Regions from separate parts of the Mus musculus genome. Here region 1 is linked to region 2. Evidence: chromatin contacts called from public Hi-C data. All regions are on one chromosome and are shown on one strand. The core of a region is the stretch at or near the end of the contact, and the rest is flanking DNA. Distances in the headings are between cores, read along the strand shown. Region 1 overlaps Skp2 (S-phase kinase-associated protein 2). Region 2 overlaps Nipbl (NIPBL cohesin loading factor).

Region 1 (6,755 bases), core at 2,399-4,898, 820 kb before region 2:
AGTTACTTTGCTACATAAAGAGTTGTAATCCAGGGGTTCCCACAGTTCCTTTAACATTTACGGCAGATTCCCAGGTGCTCTCCTGGATGCCCTCGGCAGGAAACTTCTATGTTGGGACAGTCCTGTGTAATGTCAAACTTCTCTATCTGCCTGCCTCAGATGCCCCATACGTCCTCCTCCTGCCTTGTTTAACAGTGACCATGACCATGACATCTGTTTGCCTTTTTCTAGATCTTTGTACCATAATTAAACGATGCCCCAACCTCATCCGCCTCGACTTAAGGTACTGTTTTAGATCAAACTTTGGAGTACATTGGCTGTTTGTGAACTGGGGGAGGACCTAAAGCAGGGATTAAGCAGCAGTACTCTCGACCATCATGGTTTGACTCTTCCTTTCGGTTGCAGTGACAGTATCATGCTAAAGAATGACTGCTTTCCAGAATTTTTTCAACTCAACTACCTCCAACACCTCTCGCTCAGCCGGTGCTATGATATAATACCTGATACTCTACTGTAAGTATGATTTACATTTACGCTGGTGAAAAAGCACAGGCCAAAACTCGGTAGTAAAATCCATCTTTAGATGGATGAATACATGTTCAAAGCATGAACATTGATATTGATGTGCCACAAAATGCCCAGGAAAGAATATCGAAATAGTTCACAGAATGTCCAGTAATCCTGAATCGACTAAGCTTATTAACTAACTAACAGCTACTGTCTTAGAATGCTATCCTAGTGTCTGTGAAGGAGGCTTTTTCCTCTGGGGCACCCACAGAGAGCACGGAAGGCATGCCCAATGTGAGTGGGAAACATCTCCCATTCATTTTTAAAGCTCACAGGGAATTCCTGTAATCTAATGATGGGCATCTCGGATCGTAAGAAGAGGTGAGAAGAACTGGTCTATGAGAGCCTGATGTTATCTGAAAAGAGGGCATCTTATGTAGGTCCATGAAAGTTAAGAATCTCATGCAGGCATTGCTTACTTCATTCCAAAGTCTTCCTTACACCAAATAAAAGTGTACAGCAGTTTCACTGCAAACCACTAGGGCTTAGAACCTTGCACTCTCCCGGGTATACTGCAGAAGAGTCATCTGGCTTAGAGGAGAGTATGGTACTATTTATCCTACTATCAGAATGCCAGTTTTTAATTCTTCCTACCTAGAAATGGTGAATTTAAAAACAAATTATTTCTCAAATGAATGGATTAGATCAGTTTCAGTAATAAATGATCTATAAAGAATTCGGTAAAATTGGGAAGTCTGGTAATTATGTGACTAAACCAATCATTTTAACTAGTCTCATGTGTGTTGGCTAGCTAGTGTCCTGTTTAGAAAAACACTACCTAAAAAGGATGCAAATGTTGCAGCTCAAATTCACATGCATGGAACTCTGATACAAATCCCCAAATGCAGAATTCTAGCATCCACAACTCCTAGGATCTTCTAGTGTCTTTGAGGTGAGGAACACATCAGAAGTTCTTAATAGAAATACCAGTGTGTCTCAAGGACACTGTCCACACAGCAGCCGGAAACACACTGAAAAATAGCTCATGTCCTATCTCAGAGATGGGAAGGGGCAAGGCCTGACTTAGTGTCTTTTTATTGTTTTTGAGATCAAGTCTCACCATTCATTCCCTAAGCTGGCCTATGATCCAGCCTCAGCCTCTTGTATGATGACTGCCTTTTCATTAAACTTGAACTAAGAGCCCTAAAAGATGCTATCTTAACTATTTTACACAGATTAAAGAGCATCCTGTAAACGTATCCTGTTCCTCTCATGCTGAAAAGTCAGACGCCCCTGACTGGTTTTCCGGCATTGTAGCCAATGCACACAAGAGGCAGTGATGGGTTTTTGTGGTGGGGTCTCATCCTGCCTCCTGCATGGATGGCCAGGAGGCGCCTCCCAGAGCTGCTGCACGAAGCTCCCTCTGCCATCTGCCAACACTCGCTTTTCCTTACTCCCACCGAGCTTCTTCTTTTAAATATTATCCACCATAGATGACAAAGAGCTTGGCTGCCTGGATATCCCAGAACCTGAATTCTCCCAAGTGTCCCCATTCTCAGATGTCACATAGGAGTTGTACTAGGGACTGCTCTCCTCTTTAGTGGTGATGGGTGTAACCTCGTCTACAGTGCATGGCAGTTCTTTGTTTGTTTCTACATTCCAGAAGTTCAAAGATGGAATGTGTTCCTCTTCTGTTTTGATCTCTTGTGACCTCCTGAACTCGATGCCCCTTATAAGCCAACACATTTCATTTCTACGTCCTGCTTCTATTTACCAACTTACTCTGCATCTTGTACCCCACCACATGCAGTAGACAGTGTGGTGCTTACCTCTACCATTCATACACTAGAGGGGTAATGGGATGACCATGGAGCCTCGGCACAGATGGGCCTCAGATCTAACAAACCATCTGCTTTCAGCCATTCAGGGGGCATCAGTGCAGACAGGTGAGTAGCATGGACACTGTATAGAATATGCTGGAAGGCTGAGCCATTGGCAGCCAAGTGACAATACAAACCGGCTTTATTTGACTACATATTGACTGTGACAACATAAAGGTCACTGCTGTGCTCACTGATCCCCTGGGGGGGTGGGGATGGGGGTTGCTGAATTTCCAAAATAAACATTCCCTGTCCTTCGACTTTGCACTATGTCCCAACCTAGAACAAACACAGACCAGGGAGATGAAGCTGGGCATACAGACCTGTTTAAAAAGAATCGGCACCAAAACCCAGAAAGTGTTTTCTTTAGATAATCAGGGTCACGTTTGTGTGACCCTCAGATCTCACCGATAACAAAACTGTATATCGGGTAACATGAAATGTATACAAAAAAGGCCTGTCTACCAGTAATAGGGGAAAAATATGGAAAGAAAAGGTCATTGTCTGCTGTAAGTTGGTATCCCAGATTTTTATATGTAGCCTGTGTAATCCCATGTAGAGAACACCTTAAGGAAGTCACTGGTGGGTTTCGGTGAAGCAAGGCCTCGGTGAACCATTGTTAAGCCGCCATCAGGTCTGTGGGTGGCCTCTGTTGAGAGTGCATAGTTCAAAGAAAGATCATGGCCAGATACCTAACTTCCATGTGTTACATCACAGTGAAATGTTGACCATGTCTGGCTTGCTAGCTCCCGTATCACAGCAGACCTTCCAGAGAGCTATGTGGACTAAGAAAGGTGGCAAATTCCAGCTCAATTTAAAAAATTAAATAAATAAAAATGAAATAAAAAATTAAAACTACATAGTTCCACGGGAGCCGCCCTGAATGAAACGCACAGGCTTGGTTCTGGACCCAAAGGTCGGGTCAGGTCTGGACCCTCACGGCGGGTCAGGCTGCTTTATATCCCCGCTTTTTTTCCCCCTGGATTATTTCCATAAATCACTTCTTACAGATGATGTCAGTAGGCTGCATTTTGTAGACCAATATAAGTGATAGACAATGGGCTGTAATAACTAGTCTGACAACTGCCATACCTCCTGGAATTTGCTCTTCCTTTGCAGTGAACTTGGAGAAATTCCTACACTAAAAACGCTACAAGTTTTTGGAATCGTGCCAGAGGGAACCCTTCAGCTACTGAGGGAAGCTCTTCCTCGGCTGCAGATTAACTGCGCCTATTTCACCACCATTGCAAGGCCAACTATGGACAGCAAGAAGAACCTGGAGATTTGGGGTATCAAGTGCCGACTGACTCTGCAAAAGCCCAGTTGTCTATGAAGTGCTTACCGCAGGGCGGTGTTTCCTCTGGAACGAGGAAAGCAGGCAGCAAGTCCGCATGCTGGAGACCTTGGTTACTCTTCCTATTGGCTTTGCCTTAGCCTTCACTTTATATGTATGTTAGGGAACCATTTGCGAGGGGGACAGCCACGAAGTGTTACTTTTTCAAAACTATAGAGCCGATTCTGTCAGTGCTGTGCCCTAAGGGCCTAAGCGGCAGGTCTTTGGAGATTTTAGGAGAGCCTATGATTTCAGCATGCTTTTTTAAAAGCGACATTTGAGCCAACTCTTCCAAGTGCCCTTCTAATTAAGTCTATTTAGACCCAAGTTTTAAAAATTACCCGTGGCTAACAATCTTCATGGTGTTTGTCATAACTTTCTATCTATTTAATTATTCAGTATTTTATAAAACTTGACTTTGAAGAATAAGCTATATGTACGGTGAGCTGGGCGGAAAGCAGCAGAGGCTGGTAGCATTTGAGGTGGTCTTTTCTGGGATTAACACATTTCAACTCTGTGCAGGCATGAGGTTAGTTTCACAGCAGCACAGGAGTGCATGATGTACCTAAAACTCTAAATGAGAAAACAAAAACACAGAGACACAGCCGGAAGCAGGACAGGATTGGTGCAGGATTGAAAACCTCAAAGGCTGTTCTCTAAAAGCAGGTTAATATGAAGAAGTATCCTTTAATGTTTTTAGGAATTCTACCATGTTTCCAGAATCTTAAATTAGGTGAGAAAATCTACTTGTGTGCTTTTTAAACTTTATAATCAATGTATGTTACAATATATGTGGGTTGTTTAGCTTTTTAAACTTACTTGCTTTGTTTTAGGAATGTGATATTATTCTAGTCAGCCTTCTGAAAAGTCGGATAGAATTCCGAGCTGATCGGGTGTGCTGATCGTTCCTTTAGTACTGCGGTTATTTTTTACATTACTCTGAAATCAAGAACTTGAAATTCTTTTAAGTGGTCTTAAACAGTAATCGCTTGAAACTGCCCGTTAGGTTACTGGACCTAAAATTGTTAGGTTGAACTGATTTCTGTCCATCGGCAATCTACACGGGAAGCGTGCGCATGTGCAGCTTCCGACCCGGGAAGCGTGCGCATGTGCAGCTTCAGAGCAGGTGCCGCGGCTTGCACTTCACCTAAGTGTTTAAGAATCACGGGGCATTAAACCTTTTGATAACATATGGTTTTTTTAGCACTTGATACACAGAAGCAAAGGGATCAAATTGTGTTTCTTAAAAAATGAAAAGAAAAAAAAGAATTAAGGCAGTTACCTCTGTAGAGTATTTCCGTGCTACAATCCATTTCTATTAACTTCATCAAAAACTTTTAGTTAACAACATGAAGTGCCTTCATCTGCTCAGACCTAAAGAACATTTTAAGTGTCACACAAGAATGGTCATGCTTCAATCCCCTAGTAGTTAAAAGAGTGCTAACTACTACTTGAAACTATTGTTTACACATTAGTGATGGGCTGATGGCGGGCTCTGGCCTCCAGATGCCCTCAGACATACAGTACCTGTTCTTCCTTACGCAAGTCCAGCTGTGAGCTATTTTTGCCAACATGTCGCGGTAATACATGTCGCAGTAATCTGTATTTTTGTATGTGATTTCTACTTTTATAGACTGATTTTAAAATAAATACATTTTTATAAGAACAAGTACTTGAGCTGCTTTTTATATCCTTTTCTGCAGTCCTTCAATTTAGAAAGCATCCATTTGGGTTGCCATTTAGGTCAGATAAAGATTTCAGCCACCTGTCCTGTTGTGAGTAATCAAAGTGAGGTCGCAGTGCACCTGTTGGCCTCCATGTGCTGTCAATGACACTTAGGAGATATTTTTATTCCACTGTCGCAGCCTGTGTTGCTTTAGACAGTGTGAATAGCTCATGCCTGAGCTTCCAATAGCTGAGTCCGTTTGAACCTTTCATTCCCAGGTCTACTGATGGCTTTTTAACAATACCATTATGGTCCTGATTTTGTTTTTAGTGATGGGAAATGTAAAGTACACCCACTGAGCCTCCTCATGCGTTCCAGCATCCGGGCAGGACTCATTGCTCTGCTTTCATCCATTCCCTCATACAAACATAAGTTTAAGACAAAACTCAAGTGATAGAGTTTTGGCATTAATTGTCAGCACTAAATATCAGAGTGGCATTGAAGCGCCGTCTCCCGAGTGTTTCCTTCTGTTTCTGAAATAAGACCGCAGTGGCTTTAAGATGTCTGTGTAGCCCCCAGCTGGCTTTGAACTTGGGATCCGCAGTCTCTGCCTGCCAGGTGCTTGCTGGGATCACAGGTTTGTAGCACCATTCCCAGTGTGTGTGTGTCTGTCTGTCTATCTACCTGCAGAGGCCAGAAAATGGGGGTCCTCTTTAGCTCCTTACCTAATAAATATGATTTAAAATGCCTTAAAGTCCACCTTCCTTAAAGTACAAAATAGCCTCCTTGTTGACTTATGCACTCCAATCCCTCATAGAGTAAAATCACTGCATTTGAGACTATAATTGGGAAGTCCTTTTGGAGACTTCCTCTTTTGAAATAGGCTCTTACCGTAGAGCCCAAGCAGGCTTTAGCTCTCAGGTTTACCCTTACCCTCCAGATGGTTAGGATTACAGTTTGTAGGTGTACTGAGTCCTCTTACTTCATTGCATTAGTTGTTATCCCTGGGAGGTTTTTAATGCTCTTAAGTACAGGGATATAGAATAACGCAGTGGCAGGTGCCTCTCTTGATTTAAATTCTAAATTTATATTTTTTCCTATCTTAGCAGTTAAATGTCCTCCAAATACTTTTCATCATTCCGTTTGTGTCTGAAGACTGTATGCACACACGTGGGGGTGCCTCGGGGGCCAGCAAGTGTCTTGCTGCATCATTCTTAGCTTTTAAGACCATCTGTCCCTGAACCTGCACCTAGACTAGCAGCCTATGAGCTCCAGCAATTCTTTCTCTGCCACACACCCCTCCCCACTCCAGCTCCATCATCCATGCATCCAGCTGCACTTCCTTAATGCAGGCTAACTGCGACCAGTC
Region 2 (7,057 bases), core at 1,675-4,174:
TTCCCAGGGTATTTTATTACTTCTTATGTTAAAGCAGCACCTGAAGAATCTCTGTGGATTTTCTGATAGGTAAGTTTACATAAGAGTGAGAGAAAAGCATGCCCTGGTAGAGGATCCACAGGCGCCATAGAACAATATTAGAAGAAAGGAAAGGATACTTCTTCACTCCATGCATTCCAGATTTAAATGAACTACTAATTTATTGATTTACATAAAAAATGCTTTATTAGAGAGTTAGTCTAATTTTAAAATATATCCCAGTTTTAACAAGAAATGCCGTGCAGTAAGAGTATAGACATAGCCTGACTATAGAGGAAGTAAAGATAGAGAACTATCAGAAGCCACTGGAGACATTCTGAGCATCTCAGTCATTGGGAGCTTAGATTCTTTTCTTTTTCTTTTTTTAAATCACCAAGTGGGGCTGAGAAGGTGGGGTTAAGAGCACCTATTCCTCCTACAGAAGATTCCGCTTCAGTTCCAAGCAGCCATAGGAGATCTGTCAGCTTTCTCTGGCCTGTGCAAGCACCACACACACATAACATACAAACTTTTTAAATCTTTTGTAAAAATATCACCTAGTCAAGCTGGGCGTGGTGGCGCACGCCTTTAATCCCAGCACTTGGGAGGCAGAGGCAGGCGGATTTCTGAGTTCGAGGCCAGCCTGGGCTACAGAGTGAGTTCCAGGACAGCCAGGGCTATACAGAGAAACCCTGTCTCGGGGAAAGAAAAAAAGAAGAAAAAAAAAAAAGTCACCAAGTCAAATAATATCAGTAGCCAAGTGTAAAGAGTATGTGTCGTAATTAAGGTCACTATTGCTGGATGGAATACCGTGACCAGAGCAACTTGGGCAAGGAAAAAGTGTATTTGGCTTGTACGTCCACATTGAAGAAGTCAGAAGGGTGCTGCTTACTGGCTTGCTGATCGTGACTTGCTCGGGCTGCTTTCTTAGAGAACCCAGGACCCCCAGCGCAGGGGTGGTTCCGCTTGCAGTGCTGGGTCTCCCACGTCAGTCACTCAGAAGATGCCTAACAGCCTTGCCTACAAGCCAGACTCATGTCGGCGTTTTCTCAGTTAGGCTCCTTCTTCTTTCCAGTGACTCTAGCTTACCAAGCTGACACAAAACCAGTCAGTACAGTTTATTTCATGTAAAGGGCCATTTAATGCTATAACTGTTGAGCATAGCATCCTGATGTAGCATGTGGTTACCCTGGGTTCTGTCCCTAACACCAGAAAGGGGAAGAGAGAGAAGCATAGTTAACAGCTTTTATCACTGAGAGCTTATGTGGTAGTGAGAGCTCCTCCCACTGTTTTCAACAAGTGCTAAAACTCCAGCCACCGTTTTAATGTAGCGCTGAAGATGGGGCCAGAGCCTTGTGTTTGCTATGCGTGCACTGTGCTGGGTTCTTACGCTCTGCTGCAAGCCTTACAAGTGCAGGGTTTTAAGAGAAATATTTGGATGTGAAATGTTGGTAACTGATTTAGAGTAATTTAAAACAGTGTAAAGTATTATTGTATCGGTAAGGAGTTGGAAAAAATTTTAAGAGTCACTAAAAATCTGAAACAGGTTTACAAGCAGTTTTTCTGGCCATTATATAGACAATGAAAAATCCAAAGAGTCAAAATGAGGGGTTGATAAGTTAGCTCAGTAGATAAAGTGGATCTTACCTCTGAACCTGACACTGTGAGACTCATCCCCAGACCCAACATGATGGAAGGGAGAACTGACAGCCACATGTGCACATACATAAACAAAATTGTAGTAAATAAATGAACGTGAAACCAAGGAAGTAAGACCAGTAAGGTGACGAGGTGCATAAAGGTGCTTGCAACCAAGCCATGGTCAATCTCCAGGCCTCCACAGTGAGAGGAGAGAGCTAATTCCTGTGAACTGTCATCTGGCCTCCATGCACGTGCAGAGGTGACACACACACCTGCAGACACGCCCCAATAAATGTTCAGAGTTCTTCCCACAGAAAAGAACCAAAAGTTAGCCGGCACACCAGTTAATTGGACTCAGTTGTAAGAAAGATCGTTGTAGTCTATAAAAAGACGGAAGACACTGATTTCAAGACGACAGCATTTACTGTAACCTGGACTCTCAGTCTGTCCCTCCTCAGAGCCAGGTGCCTTGTTCTCGTCCCCATCAGTACAGACATCGCTGAGAGCAAAGGGGCACTCAGTTGATGTTGACTTCTTTCTTCTCACTGGGTGAGATCTGTAGGATTTAAAACTTGAGTCATTATTAAGAAAGAAAGAGTTAGAATCGGTTTAAGTATGTGCATGAACTTTTTTGAAATTCTGATTTTATATTTCCAAAACAGTAAAATTCAAAAATATTCTCCATCTGAATCTGCAAAAGTGTATGATAAAGCCATTAATCGGAAAACAGGGGTTCATTTTCATCCCAAACAAACACTGGACTTCCTGCGAAGTGACATGGCTAATTCCAAACTGACGGAGGATGTGAAGAGGAGCATCGTAAGGCAGTACTTAGACGTGAGTACCGAACTCAGGAGCATCCCGGGCTGGCTGTTGGGCTAACTTTCCCACTGTTCCCACCACGGTGCACAGCCAAAGACGGAGGATTGCTTAACAGAGTGAATGGCTTATGTCCTTAAAAGTTAAAGCCATGGGTCCCTTACCCTCCTGGCCATTTTCCTCTCCTTTCTGGCAACTAATTGGTTTTCCTTGTATTCACCCGCCCCCAATCCCACCGCCTCTCTCAGTAGTATCCCTCTGTCTAGCCCTGGCTGTCCTTGAACTCACAGAGATTCCACTGCACACTGGGTGCTTGGGTGAAATGTGTGCACCTAGCTTTTCTTGCATATATGCTTGGATGGTGGATGGGTGGGTGTGGTAGTACATGCCTTTAACTCCAGTACTGAGTCCAAGGCCTGTCAATTAATAGTCAATATTTATTTCCTGAATGTTTGTTGACTTGGACACACCTCCAAGCAAACTATGGGTCTTGATCCAAATCGAGCCTCTGTTGTAAAGTTGTAATGACATGGCCATGATCAGTCTATATGCTTTCCTACAGCAGTGGGGAGCTGTAATTGCAGCAGGAACCATATGCCCACCAGCCCCAAACGCAGTGCCTGTCATTCTGCCTCTGTACAGAAAAGACTTGTCAGTCCCTGATTTGCACAGTTAGCCATGGTCTCTTTCACCCACTCTAAACCACCACCATAGAAAACATCTAAATCTGGCAGTGTTGTTTAAATATTTACAGAAAACTCTCAATCTTGTTTTAGTTTAAACTTCTCATGGAACATCTAGACCCTGATGAAGAAGAAGAGGAAGGAGAGGTGTCAGCTAGCACCAATGCTCGGAACAAAGCAATTACCTCGCTGCTTGGAGGAGGCAGCCCTAAAAATAACACAGCAGCAGACACAGAAGATGAGGAGAGTGATGGGGAGGATAGAGGAGGAGGCACTTCAGGGGTGAGGCGGAGGAGGAGTCAACGTATTTCCCAGCGTATTACGTAAAATGATTTTTATGTGCTTATGTGTGTCAGTCTATTAAATGTACTCCAAGTAATGTAATGCTTATAAAACAAAGCAGTTTGTAGATAGATTCTCTACTTAACCATTTATACAGCCTTTTGTAGAAAGTTTAACATAAAAGATAATAAAAAACCAGAAATGAGATTTATTCAGCATAAAGGATTAATAATTTTTTGGATTGTATTAATGTGTGCTATCCTTTTTATTGTTGCTAAGTTTTATGTAGCTTTATGGTTTATATGTACATATAATAATTTTATATATCAAGAGTAAAGACACGGGTACAAATTAAAAGCTATATGGTTTTACAAGTATACGTTAACCCCTTGGCGCTGGCGGTCACGGTGCGTCTCATTGCCGGCAATGGAATGTGCCGGGGAATCCCAGCTCCCGGCGTCAAGGGATTACAAGCAATAAAAACGATAATTTCACTAAAATTCTTTTGTGTAACACTTGGTCTTTTTTCCCCTCCCAATGTTTTAGTCATTGAGAAGGTCAAAACGAAATTCAGACTCTACGGAGTTGGCAGCACAGATGAATGAAAGTGTTGACGTCATGGATGTCATCGCTATTTGCTGTCCAAAGTACAAAGACCGACCACAGATTGCAAGAGTAGTACAGAGAACCAGCAGTGGCGTCAGTGTCCAGTGGATGGCAGGCTCCTACAGCGGCTCCTGGACGGAGGCCAAGCGCCGCGATGGCCGCAAACTGGTGCCTTGGGTAGACACTATTAAAGAGTCAGACATTATTTACAAAAAAATTGCTCTAACGAGTGCTAATAAGCTGACTAATAAAGTTGTTCAGACTTTACGATCCCTGTATGCCGCCAAGGATGGGACTTCCAGCTAATGAATTTGTACATGCAGCCAAATTTACAGGAATTTTTTTAAAAAGGCAAAAAAAAAAACTTGAATTATCAACATTCTGGCAAAAAAAAATCAGTTTTTTGAAGAGTGGAACCTGGGATGCAGGAACAAAGGAAGGAATGTTGGGCAGACATTTTTGTGGGAGCTCCCTTCGCTGTTGTGCAGCAGAAACGTCTCTCGGTTCGTTTTTACTCCCACTGTATTATAGTTTAACAAAATTGTTTATATCTTGGAAAAAAAAACTTTCTGTTTAAAAAATAAACAAGTGAATGTTGGAAATTAGTCTGTTAATGTTCTTAATAAAGTGTTCTTGGAGTTGAACCTAGCAGCGGATGGCTTTCTTTAGCTTAGCCCAGTTTCCAGGGAAGCGTTGTTTCTCCAGGCTGTAAAATGGCAGACTCTCCTGGATATATAATTTATTCTGTTGAGAAAAAAAAAAGCATGCAGTATCTATGACCTATCTGCAGAAGGAGTTTTTGTAAATGTAGATTTTGTTGTATTAGGTCACCCTGAAAACAGTACAAGAAAAGGGGTCCCCAGGCACTCTGGTGGAGCGAATACTGCAATAAATTTTTTTACTTCTCTTTGTTACTTGTCTGTTTCCATTTGAATTTCTTATTGTAAAGATCTGTTTAAATCCATTTATATTATTTTGCAGTCTTTTATGTAAAATTTATTATATCATTGGTTTTCAAAGCAAAACATAAAATATTGTTTATACAGTTTGTACAGGCTGACTTCTGAATAATTGGTATCTATTATTTTCATTCCCATAAGAGGGTGTAAACAACTCCAGGGTTTTATTGTATCCTGCAATATTTAGTATTAACTATATATGATTTAGCACTGTGCCAAACACATTTTCAAGAGTACATTTTGATATAAAAAGAAACTATAGTTTATTCCTTGTATGCTTCCATTTCTTTCTAGTGATGTCATGATGGTAATACTTATTTTTTAAACCATGGGGAAAGATAACAATTCTGCTATTTTGGAAAAACAGCATTTCTCTTAAAGTGACGCCATGTTATTTTAAAACTAGAGTTGAAATAAGTGTGACACTTTCTAGTTAAACACACTACATTTTGACACACTATTTTTAATGCCGAGAGTGCTTTTACTAGTTGGGATGTTCATTTTGTAGCCTACAAGTTTTATATGCATTTTCAGAGCAATTGTCATATAGATTAGCTACAAATACCTCAGCTAAATTGGGAGGCTATTATATGTACTGATTTTTAAATCACTTTGGAAAAAAAAATGACCTCTAAAATGTTAAATTTTATGAAATCAGCAAGTAAATGGCCATCCTCAGTGTGTGAGGACCAGTGGCGCCCAGCGGCGACCTCCTCTTTGTGAACGCCTATTAAACACGATGAAAACACCTCCGAGCTCTACTTCCTATGTGGGATCTTTCAGAACGTCTCCTTGAAGGCCGTGGTGGCTCTCTTCCCCTGACTGCGTGGGCTTTCCTCTTTACTGTGCATTCATTCTCTACGAGGAAAATAGGGTGGATTTACTCTGGAGTTTGGTTAGGTCAAAAATAAGCTTGAGATCGCTTATAATGTAGCAATCTATCCATAAGGGTAAAACATCATCTAGTTAACAAAGTCCAGCCTAGAGAGTATTAAATATGAGGCAAGTGTAAAAGCCAACTCTTCCTGCTATGTGTCTGCTGGTGCTGTCACTCACTTCTTGAAAGATGCTACAATGTTTCCTTCGCAATCTGTAGATGAGGATGTTTAGGCACAGAGCATCAGTGTGGAGGTTCAGTATTGAAATCTGGAATGGGCACACCTGTGCCGCGTGTGCTACTGCTTTGCTTGGGTGGCAAGCATTAAGTTGAATATCCTTCCCCAAAAGTATTTTGTCTCCCTGGGTATACATACAAGGTGGTCCACACCTTTAATCCTAGCACTTGGGAGGCAGAGGCAGGTGGATTTCTGAGTTGGAGGCCAGTCTGGTCTACAGAGTGAGTTCCAGGTCAGCCAGGGCTATACAGAGAAACCCTGTCTCAAAAAAAAAAAAAAAGACACAGTATCACTATGTAGCCTGTGTGGGCCGGGACCTATCTGCAGCCCAGGGTGACCTAAATTTATTCCCCCACCTCATCCTCCCATGTGCCATAACTATAGGCATCCACCACACACCTGGCTGGGGATCCTTTTAAAGTCAGCATTAGAGCAAACATCCTGAATAAATCTGCTGCCTTGGTCAGAGGCAGATTACTTACTGTTGACTATTTATTGCAATTTCAGGAATTTTTTTTTCATAGTTTCAAAGCTGTTAGTAATGCTATCACAAATCTGAGAGAATGATGATTCTACATATGTGACCAGAGCGTTCAAAAAGTTGGCAGTCTCTCAGAGGTGACCATTAAGTGTTAACAGCACTGAAGGTCGCAGCTGTGGCTGTCAAGCATAGAAAATTCACGTCATGTATAGGGGGAGGTGGGCTACAAAGTTCAGTCTTATCTGCTTTCTTGATTAACTACTATAGTGTAGGGATTTGTAGTGAAGATAGTATAGAAACGCTCAGGCCTGAGGACATTAGGCCAGCCAAGGCTGCACAGTGAGACCCCGGTGGAAAAAAAAAATTTTTTTCAACTACACTTTTTGTTCTATATTTATAACATTTATCTATATTTTAACACTCAAATTATCTTACTACTTTAACAAAGAATGT

The links. Hi-C and Micro-C count contacts between places; a contact is called where the count stands out from the background.
Region 1: a contact with region 2 is called in a Hi-C map of liver, with 2.3 times the contacts expected there. The contact joins two enhancer-like sites. A contact is called at or near these places in 2 of 484 Hi-C or Micro-C datasets (liver and myeloid progenitors).

Annotation. Positions count from the first base shown.
Region 1 is chr15:9,110,619-9,117,373 of GRCm38.p6, reverse strand. It overlaps Skp2 (S-phase kinase-associated protein 2), which reads left to right. Exons shown (of 10, transcript NM_013787.3): 8 at 232-283; 9 at 406-513; 10 at 3,507-5,392. The coding sequence ends at 3,720. Among named protein-coding and RNA genes, the nearest start is that of Skp2, 26 kb to the left of the region's middle. Within about 2 kb of position 3,648, at least 5 of the 459 cell types and tissues checked have an H3K27ac peak or open chromatin away from gene starts, as enhancers often do. A contact at or near this core is called in liver, where this site is marked.
Region 2 is chr15:8,288,523-8,295,579 of GRCm38.p6, reverse strand. It overlaps Nipbl (NIPBL cohesin loading factor), which reads left to right. Exons shown (of 47, transcript NM_027707.3): 44 at 1-69; 45 at 2,322-2,496; 46 at 3,255-3,443; 47 at 3,990-5,756. The coding sequence ends at 4,355. Among named protein-coding and RNA genes, the nearest start is that of Gm52208, 12 kb to the right of the region's middle. Within about 2 kb of position 2,924, at least 7 of the 459 cell types and tissues checked have an H3K27ac peak or open chromatin away from gene starts, as enhancers often do. A contact at or near this core is called in liver, where this site is marked.